2 separate regions of the Mus musculus genome follow, and region 1 is linked to region 2. A link is a contact called in public Hi-C data. All regions are on one chromosome and are shown on one strand. The core of a region is the stretch at or near the end of the contact, and the rest is flanking DNA. Distances in the headings are between cores, read along the strand shown. Region 1 overlaps Dcdc2a (doublecortin domain containing 2a). Region 2 overlaps Dcdc2a (doublecortin domain containing 2a).

What was found. A called contact is a pair of places that touch in the nucleus more often than the background predicts.
Region 1: a Hi-C map of uterus shows a contact between it and region 2, with 2.9 times the contacts expected there. The contact joins two enhancer-like sites. A contact is called at or near these places in 10 of 484 Hi-C or Micro-C datasets (the AML12 cell line, embryonic stem cells, granulosa cells and 5 more), 2 of 115 datasets of contacts at active chromatin or transcription factors (embryonic stem cells and kidney) and 2 of 9 other capture datasets (adipose tissue and embryonic stem cells).

The regions. Positions count from the first base shown.
Region 1 is chr13:25,112,529-25,119,149 of GRCm38.p6, reverse strand. All of the region lies in intron 6 of Dcdc2a (doublecortin domain containing 2a), which reads right to left. Among named protein-coding and RNA genes, the nearest start is that of Dcdc2a, 60 kb to the right of the region's middle. Within about 2 kb of position 3,204, at least 99 of the 459 cell types and tissues checked have an H3K27ac peak or open chromatin away from gene starts, as enhancers often do. A contact at or near this core is called in kidney and uterus, where this site is marked.
Region 2 is chr13:25,075,381-25,081,897 of GRCm38.p6, reverse strand. All of the region lies in intron 2 of Dcdc2a (doublecortin domain containing 2a), which reads right to left. Among named protein-coding and RNA genes, the nearest start is that of Dcdc2a, 23 kb to the right of the region's middle. Within about 2 kb of position 4,442, at least 25 of the 459 cell types and tissues checked have an H3K27ac peak or open chromatin away from gene starts, as enhancers often do. A contact at or near this core is called in kidney and uterus, where this site is marked.

The sequences.
Region 1 (6,621 bases), core at 1,955-4,454, 38 kb before region 2:
GAATTAGTTTCCAACTGTTGGTCTTAGTATCTCAGTAACCGCAAACACACCTTCCTAGAGGCAGGTGTAGCACAACACTCCTTCCCCTAGGGCTGGGGATGGAGCTCAGAGGCCCAGTGCTTACCTAGCACATGTTGAGGCCAGGATTCCATCCCATGGCACACAGAGACAAACAGAAAATGAAGCCATTCCTGGGCTGGGGAGATAGATGGCTCATTCACATGCAGGAAAAGCCCAGCATAGAGGTTGTACTTGCAATCCCAACATGGGCGGAGGGGGATCCCTAGAACTATGTGGCTATCTAGCACCCTATCCATCATATTGCCTGATGGGAAGGGTCTTGTGTTATCTCTAAAATCAGAGGATATAGATATGGATGTATGTAAAGATATAAAGTCAAATCAGGGACAGGGCTGTGACTCTGATAGAACAAGCACTTGCCGAGCGTGTATGAGACCCAGCACTCAATCTCCAGTGCTGCAAGAATGCAGTAAGTAAATAAATAGATAAATAAATACATACATACATACATACATACATACATACATACATACATACATAAACAACTCAACCATACTGGTACAATCTTTATGCAACATCTGTACTGTGCTACTGTCTGAAAATAATGTAGTAATATTAAATAAACAAATATGCCTGGAAGCCTATTATAACTGCTCATTTTAAACATTTATATATTCAGTCACCCAAAAGCATTTAAATTGTTTTAGCCATCACCCAATTAAGAACAGAAAAAAAAAATCCCCATCTTACAAATGAAGTTATTTATGCAATTTTGTCACAGCCTACAAGAAAATGAATTATGCATAGATTTATTAACAGTATGAAAACTTGTCCAAATCTATAACATTTTTGCATAATTTAATTTCCCATTCCAACTGCAATTTAGACATCTAGTTTCCATTTAATTATTGTATGATCTACAAGCAGAGTTTTTTTTTTCTTTTCTATTTTTCAGTACAGTCACTGTCTGGAGAAGACAGACAGACAGCAGGACAGGAGTGGAGCTTCTGCAGTCGCTAGCAAAACCCAGACTGGTCTGTATTTAGTGACGTCAGTACATCCTGTGACTTGAACACTGTAAAATTCGTGACAACAGCAACCCTTCACAGACGGTCAGTGCCTTATTAGAAGGTTTGGAGATGCTGTTAAGCTTGGAAGGACTCTATGGAAACCCATGGGTAAGGGAGTGGGACTCCAGCAAGGGCAGGACTGTGTGACAGAAAGAATGGAGACCTTGTTGTCGACCACCTAGGGGGTTAATAATATTACCTCATTTTCAAAGGGTAAACCACTCAGAGAAATGGTTTAGGGAACACTAAGTAGGATGGTCTGAGGGCTGGGAGGTGTCTCAATGGGTACATGTGTTAATGTCACCTTAACTTCCTCTTGGGATAGTTAGACCAGAAGCAAGCCAAGCAGGAATTCTACACCCCTCTCCCTGTGTCTTCCACTTCTGTGGTTTGTGATCTGTAGCATATCTGTTGTCTGTCTGTTGTGTGTGTCTGTCCCTGTTGCCTGTCCCAACTAAAACCTTTGTTCTATATTTATTGAACAGCATAGAAAATGTGGCATGGGAAAGGAATGGTGAATTCTCTTTTTTGCAGAAAAAAATTTTTTTTTTCTGAGACAAGGTTTTTCTGTGCAGTCATGGCTGTCCTGGAACTCACTCTGTAGACCAGGCTGGCCTTGAACTCAGAAATCTGCCTGCCTCTGCCTCCCAAGTGCTGGGATGAAAGGCGTGCTCCACCACTGCCCGGCTGCAGAAATCTTTAGCAGGGTTTACAGAGAAGTTACTTTACTGGCCCAGAGTAACACTCGGAACTGCAAACAGAGATTATCAACCTATATCCACATGTGTTTTCAACATTTTGGGGAATATTTGTTTTGTTGCTTCCAATCTGTTGACTTCTTTTAGCAAATGATAAGCAACACAACACACACACACACACATGCACACATGCACGCACACACGCACGCACACGTGCACTATTCCTGATGGTCAGGGGCATGGACTAGCAGCACATAGTTTAAGGTTAAAGCCATGTATTTAGCATTGTCTACTGAAAAGAACTCACTTTCTCCAGGCACGGTGTTTCTCCGACCCTGCTTTCTCCCCTGCTCCACATCCTGTCTCCCTCTCCCTCTCTGTTTGTGTATGTGTGTGGGAGAGGTGTGCACCCCTGGATGCAGATAGAGGCTTCACATCTGGCACCTTCTCTCTCTCTCTCTCTCTCTCTCCCTCTCTCCCTCTCTCTCTATTTCTCTCTGTCTCTCTCTGTGTGTCTCTGTCTGTCTGTTTCTCTCTCTCTGTGTGTGTGTGTGTATGTGTGTGTGTGTGTGTGTGTGTGTTGTTTAGGCGGGGTCTCTCATGAGTCCTAGTTGGCTAGTCTCTCCTCTCTCTCTTTCCCCCTCTGTGTGTGCATGTGTGTACGTGCGTGTGAGCACGTGTGTGTGTGTGTGTGTGTGTGTGTGTGTGTGTGCCTTGTTTAAGCAGGGTCTCTCATGAGTCTGAGAGTTCACCGATTGCCTACACAAGCTAGCCAGAAACCCCCTGAGGATCTCCTGTCTCCATCTCCTTCCCATAGGGCCTTTTGTGAGTTGGCCTTGCTGAAGAGCTCCTACAGCGCGCTATGACTCCGTTGACATCTCTCTCACATGCACCTACCGATGGCAGGTTTGAGCTGCCTATCCTGACAGCAATTTCAAACCTACACTACAGAATGCAATTTGGGGGGATAGGAAAATTTCTTTTTAATGTATTTATGATTTGCCTCACAGTGACTTCATGATAACTGATTGATTCGTGGAAGCAACTGAGTCTTGAGTCAAGACCATGGAAATCCTAATATTTAACCCCAAACTACTGACCATAAAATGCATTTGACCGGACATTAACAAAAACAGACCAGTTCGCTTTTCAGCGTTTCTGTCATTTTCACCTTTTTGCCACTAGAGGGCTCCCTGATCCCGTGCGGTGGAACAACGGAGGCGAAGGATCTGCATGTGTGGAGCTTTCTTTATGAAAATAAGTCACTTTTCTTTTTTATTTTGAGACTAGAATAATAACCTAAAATTATTCTCAACTTATCAACTTCTGCATTTCTCCCACTTATCAGTCGCTAGAGCGTTTTATACGATGAATTCTACTAGTTGTTTTCAGTCTACCTATATCCCAAAGCCCTATTCCTTCCCCTCCCCACTCTCCCACCCACTTTTCCCGTCCCCACTCCCCACACCTCCTTCTCCCATAGCCGTTCTTCTTCATGCAATAACACAATCAATAGGAAGCTGTGTGCGAGACACACATGCCTCACAATCTGGTTCTGCGTCCCCTTTAAGGTCAGTGCTGAGGGAGGTCGACAGAAGCGCCTGAAGTAGGAAGCTCCACCCTCCTACACAGGCCTCTCACTCATCCCCCTCCCGTGGGGCTAGACAGTTAATGATCTATCAAGCCCAGCGTTCTCCAGAGAACCTATTAATTATAGAAAAGGTGTAAATTAGTTCTGTTAAAAACCAAGCTTGTGACTGAGTTTACTGGCATAGGACGCGGTGGCGGCTCACTGCCAGGCATCCGCACACACCCTGTGTGGGTTGAATGAGAACTTGGTGTGCGCCAGGCACCATGCTCTAGATTGCTCTCTCCTCAGATGAATACCAACCATGCAGCAACAAACCTTCACTTATTTTCTCTTCCCTTGTCCTGACCAAGTTCCTCCAAGTTATTCCCTACTTGACATCAAAGGCACCAGGCATAGACTTCTAGAGAACACTAGAGAGGGAACCTATACGCAGTCAGGGTTTTGAAACCTCTAGAGGTCCAAGAACTGCAACTGAGCCCCGGAAGGAACTGCACCAATAGCTGATGGGCAAGTAAACTGACCAGCAATAACACACTCAAAGAGGTTTTGACAGAGAGCCCTCCCGTCAGCCCTGCAGCCACAGAGCCCAGGTACCTGCATCCCGTACTTAGACTCCAACCACCCTCTGCCTCTTCTATTCTTTCTCTGACATGTGTTTGCCATAATGACTTTAAACATTACAAACCAAGGGATGGAGATGGGGCTCAGTGGTCAAGAGCACTTGCTGCTCTTGCAGGAGACCCAAGATGGGTTCTCAGGACCCATGTCAGACAGCTCACAAACACCTCTAACTCCAGTTCCAGGGGATCCGACACTCTTCTAGCCTCCATGGGTACCTACTATATTCGCGTATACAAACACACACACACACACACACACACACACACAATTTCTTTCTTTCTTTTTTTTTTTTCTTTAAAAGTATAAGTCAAGGGCTGAAGAGATGGCTCAGAGGTTATGAGCACTGATGCTCTTCCAAGATGTCCTGAGTTCAACTCCCAGCAACCACATGGTGGTTGATAACCATTTGTAATGAGATCTGGTGCCCTCTTCTGGCCCACAGTTATATATGCAGGCAGAATGCTGTATGCATAATAAATAAATCTTTTTTTAAAAGTATAAATCAAATGCTAGCAGTCTTCCTTTAAGCCCCTCAGTGGCTTCCCGTGGAGGCCTGGGTGCAAGCCTTGCTTGGGTCTGTATGACTGGGCTACCAGCCCCTCCTTGTTCAGCACCAACTGCCCTGGTCTTCTCCCTCCCCTTCTCCTATTACATTCTTTATCAACAATTTGGATAACTTTGGCTCTTCTACCTCAGCTTCTTCCCTGCCATCTCCTTCCTGCATGATTGGCTCCAAGACATCTCCATCCTCCTGACACACACACAAGGACTTGAAAGATCCGGGAAGATCATGGTCAGTTTCTTTATAACATTAAATGTGTATAGTCATTCTTGGCACTTAGTAAATAAATCATCAACAAATAATGTGTTGAGTGAACACCTGACTGGATGAATGGACTGATATAATAGGTTGATAGAGCGAATGGGTTGACAGGTGATAGTATAGGTGAGTGGGTAGCTTGTAGTGTGGAGAGATGGATGGCTAACAGAGAAGATGGATGGATGGATGGATGGATGGATGGATGGATGGACAGATGGATGATGGGTGGGTAGGTGGGTGGGTGGATGACAGAGTGGGTAAGTGCATGGCTGATACATAGATGCAGATAGGTGTCAGGGTGGACAAGTGGGTGGGTAAATGGCTGTTGGAGTGGATGAGTAGATGGTAGGCAGAGTGGATAGCTGAATGTCTGATAAAATGGGTCGTAGTTCTTAATGGAGTAGAAGGATGCATGGCTGAGAGAGGAAAGATGTCGAGCAGACGAAGCTTACAGCTGAATGACAGAGTGAAGGATAGAAGGCTGACAAGGAGGAAGGCTGGGTGTTTGGTGGAGTGGGTAGGTGGATGGCTCTTGGAATGGGTGAATGGATGGCTCATAGAGTTTACTGAGGGGTGGTTGGCTGTGTGGGTGGATGTGTGGCTGATAGTTGAAGGATGGATCACTGATGAGGTGAATGGGTGGGTAGCTGATAGAGTCCGTGACAGCATGAATAATGAATAGATGGATATTCACAGCACTCTGGGAGCACTGTGAGAAGAGAGACAAACTGTCATTTTAATTTTTATATTTTAACATATGAGGGCAGGTTTAACCTTATGAGCCTCTTTTCTACAGGATGGAAATATGCCTTATACCTTAGAGTCACTTCTTCAGTGAGGCCTCTGCATAGCTATCTAAATAGGTTTTCTCTTTTTAGACTCTCATATTGTTCTGAAGGCTTTTTTTTTATTTCATTTTTATCATACTCTGTAGTTATCTCTGCTGACTTACAGAATTGTTAGGTCAACAGCTATCTCCTGTAATAGACTACAAGCATCAAAGAGATGCCTGTCTTTTTACTCATCTCTACCACCACCACCACCCCCCCCCCCCCGGACAGACAGACACCTGGACAGTCAGGCATCGTTCTGGATATTCACATGGTTGCAGAAAGCCTTCCTAAGGAAGAATCCCAAATGAATGAAACATGTGTCTGAGACATGTGCTGCCGAGCAGCAACTACCTTACATCTTTAGTGGAAATTTTAGCTTTTCAGACTTCGTACTAGCAAATACAAACTTGCAAAGCACAATAGCAGGGAACGTGAAGGGCTGAGTTGGGACCCTGTGACCCTGGGTCGGTTATCCAGTTACACTGGGTCTCTGTAGTTATACTGTGCTGCTTGTCTATAGAACTATGAGAGTGGAGAGCTAAGACTGACATGGCATGTACACAGACAGAATTCTGCCACAAGGCCCAAAGGAAAATATGAGAACAAAGTACAATTCTTAGGGCTGGAGGGATAGCTCAGAGGCTAAGGGTGCATACTGTTCTTGCAGCACACACAAATTCAGCTCCTAACACCCACCTCAGGCAGCTCACGGTTGCCTGCAATACCAGCCTCAGGGCCTCTGACACCCTTATCTAGCCTTGGCAGGTATCTGCATTGATATGCGTGCACCCCCTCAAAGGCATATACACATACTTAAACATAAAATAAACCTTAATAAATTATTTCCCAAAACCTTAAACGTATGGGTTTCATTTATCATTTTAATGGTGAAGTTTTTGTTTTGTTTTTTTTAGCTACTGATATAAATTCTCCCCTTCTCCTCCTCCACCCTGAGAGGTTGGATTTT
Region 2 (6,517 bases), core at 3,193-5,692:
TAAGAACAATGGTTAAAGAAGAGAAAGCCATGAATTTAAGGAGGGGTAGACATGGAAGGGATAAAAGAGGAAATAAAGGGGTAAGTGATGTCATTATATTTTAATTAAATTTAAAATTAATAGTAATAAAAGAAAATAGCAATATGGAGGGGAAACAGATGAAACAGCTATTATTTTAAATGTGTATAAGGTTTCATTCTATTGAATAGTTCCGACCACAAAAAAAAATTAGAGGACTATAGCTGAGTAAGTTTATTTCTGGGTCTTTACTCTATTCCATTAATCTACACATATGGAGTCCTTTTGTGGGCTGGGGTCCAGTGCCTGTCACTATGGCCCTATAATATAATTTGTGGTCAGGTACTGCAACTCTGCAGGCATTTGCTTCCTGCTGAAGACTGCACTGACTAGGATCAATAAGAATAAAGTTATTATAAAATGCCCTCCTGAGAGTCTTTTCTTTGTGTGCTAATTGCTATGTTGATTTCTTCATTGTGTGGGGTCAAGGGTGCAAGTGTGCCACGACACCCACGAGAGGTTAGAGGACAACGTTGGGGATGATTTCCCTCCTTCCCTCATACGGGTTCCAGGAACTGAAGTCAAGTACTTACATTTGGTGACAAATGTCTTAACCCATTGAGCCATCTCACCAGCCTCTTGTATGCCAGTTTAGAGAGAGAGAGAGAGAGAGAGAGAGAGAGAGAGAGAGAGTGCTATTACTCCCCAAAGTAATTGATGCAGTAGATGGGAATTAGCAGAGACCCATACCTGGACGGGGTACAGAGAGTTAAAGACTTCAGAGCACTGTGCCCTAAACAGGATGTCTTCATCAAACCCCTCCCTTCAAGCTCAGGGATCTATGCAGAAGAGGAGGCAAAAAGATTTTAAGAGCCAAAAGTGGTGGGTTACTTCAAGGACACAGTGTCTTTAGCAGAGCTATAGAGCTGTCTATAACAGAACTGATGTGCAGAGCCTGTGGCAGCACGCACAAGGCCTGCACACATTCAAGCTAGACAGGGTCCCAGTGCTGCGAGGGGGAAGTGGACACAGGGTCCCACCCCTAACCAAGAAGCTGTCTGCAACTGACACCTGCCAGGAAGGAAAAATCTCATTTAGGGTTCTGGTTTTATCTAATTGAGTGGCTCTGGGTTTATCAAGGAACTCCATGTTTTGTTTGGGCTCTTTCGTTTGTTTGCTTTTGGGTGTGCATGTGTGTGTGTGTGCGTGTCCTTTTTGTTTCATTTGGCGTTGTTTTGCCTTTTTTGTCTTATTGGTCTTGTGCTTGTTTGTTTGAGTTTAGTTTCATGAGAGATTTTTGTTCTTTGTATTTGGTTTTGTTTTCTTATTTAAAGAGAGAACGAACATGAAGTTGGGTGGATGGGGAACTCTGGAAAAGCAAGGAGTAGTTGGGGAAAATGAAAAGATCAAAATATAGTCTATAAAAATTATTAAAAGATTACTGAAAATATCATCAGTTGAAAAATTATTGTTGAAAACTATGACAGAACACTGGATATCTCCTAAGTGATTAGTCACTGTTAGCTTTTTCCCAGCCTTCATAACTCAGGCATTGTCATCTCTAAGAATGGAACATAAATGAGATTGAATGCAATTGTTTTAAAGAAAATGTATTGAAATCAAACATATTTGTTCCATTAAGGCCTCCAAGAACACAGCTTGTGCTATTTGTATGTTCCACTTGTCAGGATTTCAGTCCCTCGTTGTCTTTCCCGATTCCTCTTCCTCCTCTACCTGCATTGCTTGGGTGAAGGTAGCTCGTGACAGAGCAGTGCTGTGTTGATATTTACAATACTTCAGCTACATCAGAGAGAGCATGTCAGGTAGAAACATAGAAAGGGCTGCACAGGAGTGAGGCCCTGTTCTTCTTTTCCCAACCTGTTTATCTCAGGAAAGGCCTGGGACCACGGCTTGTGTGAAGGGAACACCACCAGAATCTCCCAAGCCCAGTGGTCCAAACTCAAACATTTCAGCTAGCACTGAGGAAACAGAACACCCACTTCCTTATGCTTCGTCCCAATTCTTCTCAAATAAAGGCATTTATAGGCCATCATACTTAGTGACTCCAGACAACTTTTTGACTTTACAGCAAATAAGCAAATACTAACATCCTCCCAGTTATAGCAAAGGCTGTGTGAAATCCAAATTTTTATGCTCAGAAGAGATCAGGGTACCCCAAAGCTCAGTCAACTGGCGTAGGTCCTTGGGAAAATCCCTCAGCTCCTGTTCCCCAGCCCACAGACAAGTCTGGAGAGAAACTCAGGCTTAATTCGCTTACTCGCCTTAAGCAGAACAGCGCACACAAAGCAATAAAGAACCTAACTAAACAGGGATGCTCGCTCTCATCCCCTGCACAGAAAATGGACTTCAGGGAAAGCCTTTCCTCGTTCTCTGCTTGCTTCCCTAAGTACAGTATCAATATACATAAGAAAACTAAGCTTAGGTGAATACGGTTTTTTCCGTTTAGGTTTATTGAAACAAATGTGCTTTTAAAGGGCCTATGTGCTCATGCCTCTATACCTTGCTTTCAACCTGCAGAGCTGTAAGAACCTGGGAGGCAAGCCTCCAGGACCACCCATAGGACATTTAGCCTCTGGGCATGTCTGTGAGGGACTGTGTTGATCAGGTTGATGTGGGGAGAGACCCAGCCTTGCTGTGCATGACATCACTAATTGGGCAGGGACCTTGACCTTCAAGGGGAACACTGAGTTAAGTAGAGGGTTTCGTCACTCCCGGCTTCCTGACCGTGACTGTGAAGGGGTCTTGACTACTCCACCACGGTAGACAGATGTACCCTTGAACTGTGAGTCCAAACAGACCCTTTCTCTCTCAAGTTGCTTTTTTCAACGGTGTCAGGATGGCAGCTGGAAGTAAGACCAAGGAGCAAGCAGACAGCTTGGGTGGCAATTTTACATGAGAGACCAAGTTTCAAACAGTGGGGATTGGAGAAGCATTTATAATAACACCTAAAAACCAGAGCCCACCAGTGAGGGTAAAGGTCAAGTTTGTTCCACATCTTCAAAGGAACTGACTCAAAGAATCCAGAGAATCTGTGATATGACACAGATTGGGTGCCATGGGGCCTGTGGGTCTTCCCTGCACCAGTTTCTATCTATCAGCATTGGTTTCTGCAATACCCAAATGAAGACATGGTTGGATAAACCTTGCCCTCACCCTAATCCATGGGTCTTTGCAACAACCCAGGTACCTGCCCTTCTCTGCCCCCCAGTGATGGGACCACAGGGTACACTCTACCATGCCCAACTTGTTATATGGATGCCAGCGATCCAGACCAAGGTCCTCACTTAGCATACCAAGCATGTTCCCAGAGATCTATCTTCTCTGCCCTGGATTTGCTGCCTTGTTTAAGCTGCACCACAAACTGCTCATCAACACTCAAGTGGGGTGACTAAACTTATTTAGACTAACTTTTCTCTCCACATCTAATTTCTATGCTTTCCTAAGTGAGAAAGACTAGTGTATTTTTACCTTAAGGTGTTATATAATATGAAATAATACTAAGAGACGGAATACAAATTCATCTAAGGGAGCAAACCTCTTGCAGTTTCCCAAATACAAAGGACAAGATACTCACTTCTTCGAGGTGTTAGGTCTCAAACCTGGGACAACCAGCTAACTGAGCTGCCTATTAATAAAGCAGAGCTGAAGCCAGCCACCAGGTTCTCCAAGCATTCTTCAGTCCTTCTTTGTTACAGGGTCCTCCTGGCTGGCATACCCGACTGATACCCTAAACTGCCCGGGGCTGCCCTTCCCCCAGCTGCTCTTCTTCCCTGTATAACCAAGCCATTTGGGTTGTGCAAGCCTTTTTTTGTCTTTTGACCTCCAGCTCTCCCCTCTTCCTTCCCCTCCCCTTTCTCCTCTCCCCTCTTCCCTCTCCCCTCTCCTTTCTCTGTTCTCTCTTCTCCCCCTCATGTGGCCTGGCTCAAGGTCCTGTTCACTCAGGATGCTCCCAGATGCTTCTGTCTCTGCCTCTGTCTATGCTCTCCCTCATATCTACAATAACCTTTCTCTCCCACCCTACCTAGGAGCAGTCACATCTTCCTTTTTTTAAATTTATTTATTTGTTTTATTTCACTCATCTGGTGGGGAAAAGAAAGTATTAGCTTCAACCAACTATTACATTCGATGGCATTCTTTCTTTTTTTCTCTTTCCTCTTTGTTCTACTAAGCATGCTTCTGAATTACAGCATCCGAACCATCAATAGGCATAAATCAGGAGTCATTTTGTCTGAAGGACATACTGGTCAGCCACAGGCTGGTCCTCCCTGGTATTGCTTTTATTGTAAGCACTCGGAGAGGAGCTGCCTTTAAATGGCTTGTTGTTGCAATTAGGTTTCCAGGTTACCGAGGACCAAACAACCTCAGGCAGACTCTAAAACCTGCCGTAGGAACCAGATGATGAATTGCAATCTTCACACCCATGGGGAGTAGAATAATAAATCAAAGCAAAGGGTCACCATGTACAAGCGGTGCTGCTTGAGCAACTTCCCGCTAAAAAGTCCCGCTGTCCAGCTTCAAAGAAAAGAGGAATTTCGTCCCCAAAACTGTCTGAAAATTTGGCCTTTGAAACTGGACCACCAGGAAGAACACTTAAGAACTTTTACACTGAAACTCTTTTGCCCGTGGGAAGGCTCTCAGCTCTGCTCAACACTTTCTTCTCTAGAGATGACCGGGGGCTGTTGGATTGTGCCGCTGTCTTTGACTCCCTAATATTTCATTTAGTTTTCTGTCCCAATCATAACTCAAGGAAAGGCAGAGACAAGAGGGCAGAGAACCCCAGCAACTGCAAAGCAGGAAAACAATGCTCACAGGACCGATGTTGTAAACGAATACTTTTGATCTAAATAAGAGAAGTTAGAGCTGTGTTGAGTCGAGGTTTTCAGTCGTGGGGTAAACCATTTCCCAGCATGGCAGGACCTGGATGTGCTCCCAGCAAGGCTGCTTTGCCGTTTTAGAAGTAGGTATTTTCACCATGAAGAGGAATTACCGTGAGAAGCACTGGAGCCTCCACTCTAAAGAACATAGCATATGGGGAGAAAGGAGTCTCGGCAGGAAAGGAAGCCAGGTGCTGGGTGCTCTTTGTTCTGTCCAGTGTGATGAAGATGCACACTGATCCCTGTCCACTTGCCCTCTTCCATCCCCAGCTCTTCCACTCAGCCTCTCTTTTGCTTAAACAGATATGCTACCCACCCCATAAAATCTTGCCTGTGTAACTGGAAGACACAAAGAGGTTCTCGGAGTGCGTGAGACTCCACAGGCTCCCTTCACCCAGCTCTTCAGCAAGCAATGAGCAAGGCTCACACACAATACTGACAAACCCTTCTGAGATCAGTCTGTTTGCAGTGTCCTATATTGACTCTGTCTGTTCGTAATGATCATGACCAGCCTCATAGTCTAAGATGCTAAATGACCTCCACCCTCTTTCTCACTAAGCAGCCTAAGTCAATAAATGAAGACATGGGGAAAGTGTGAAAAAGAGGAGGACTTGTCCTCTCCTTCCCCCTCTCCCGCCCTCTCCTTTCTTCCCATAGCTCAGACCTCCACAACCATTCTGTGATGATGACCAATCTACATGACAAAGAAAAAACAAACAGAAAAGACAAGAGAGGATGAAAAATAAGGGTCTATCCGATGGTCAACATTGTTTTACTGCTATGCTACTTTCCAGATGAGTCTAGCATGCAGCCTTCAAGTGTTTCATCAAAAATCATGAAGCAAGACTGGGCGATGGTGGCCCACGCCTTTAATCCCAGCACTTGGGAGGCAGGGGCAGGCAGATTTCTGAGTTCAAGGCCAGCCTGGTCTACAGAGTGAGTTCCAGGACAGCCAGGGCTACACAGAGAAACCCTGTCTTGAAAAAACAAAACAAACAAACAAACAAACAAACAAAAAAGCCACTCTTCTGGGCCCTTTCTTAATTCCTAGCATACAGATCTATGAATAAAACACAGTGCTATTTCTACTACTAAGTTTTGGGGTGATTTATAATTCAAGCCTAAAACTGGGTATTCTACCTTCATCTCTTGTTACTCTGACAAAGCATCTTATGGAAGGAAAACTTTTCTTTCAGTTTACAAGGTTACAGTCCCTTGTACAGGGAAGTAAGGACAGAAACTAAACAAGAAGTTGAGGCAGGAATCATGGAGGAATGTTGCTGGTTTGCTCTGTAGTTCATGTCAGTTAGCTTCCTTATACTGCTCAGAACCTCCAGCCCAGGGAATGCTGCCACCCACAGTGGACTGGGCCCTCCTATGCCAATTATCAATCAAGTCAGAAGTCAGTCCATCACAGGTGGGGGAAGGGGAGTCATAAACCAATCCAATCTAAACAATCCCTCAATAGACACTCTAAGTTGACTCTAAGCTGGACACTGGAAGATCTTATGATAGTAATACTTAAAGCCCAGACTGTCTGCAACCATCTTCATGTACTAGGAAAAGTTTGTTTATCATTTATTCAAATATGTACACATATATCT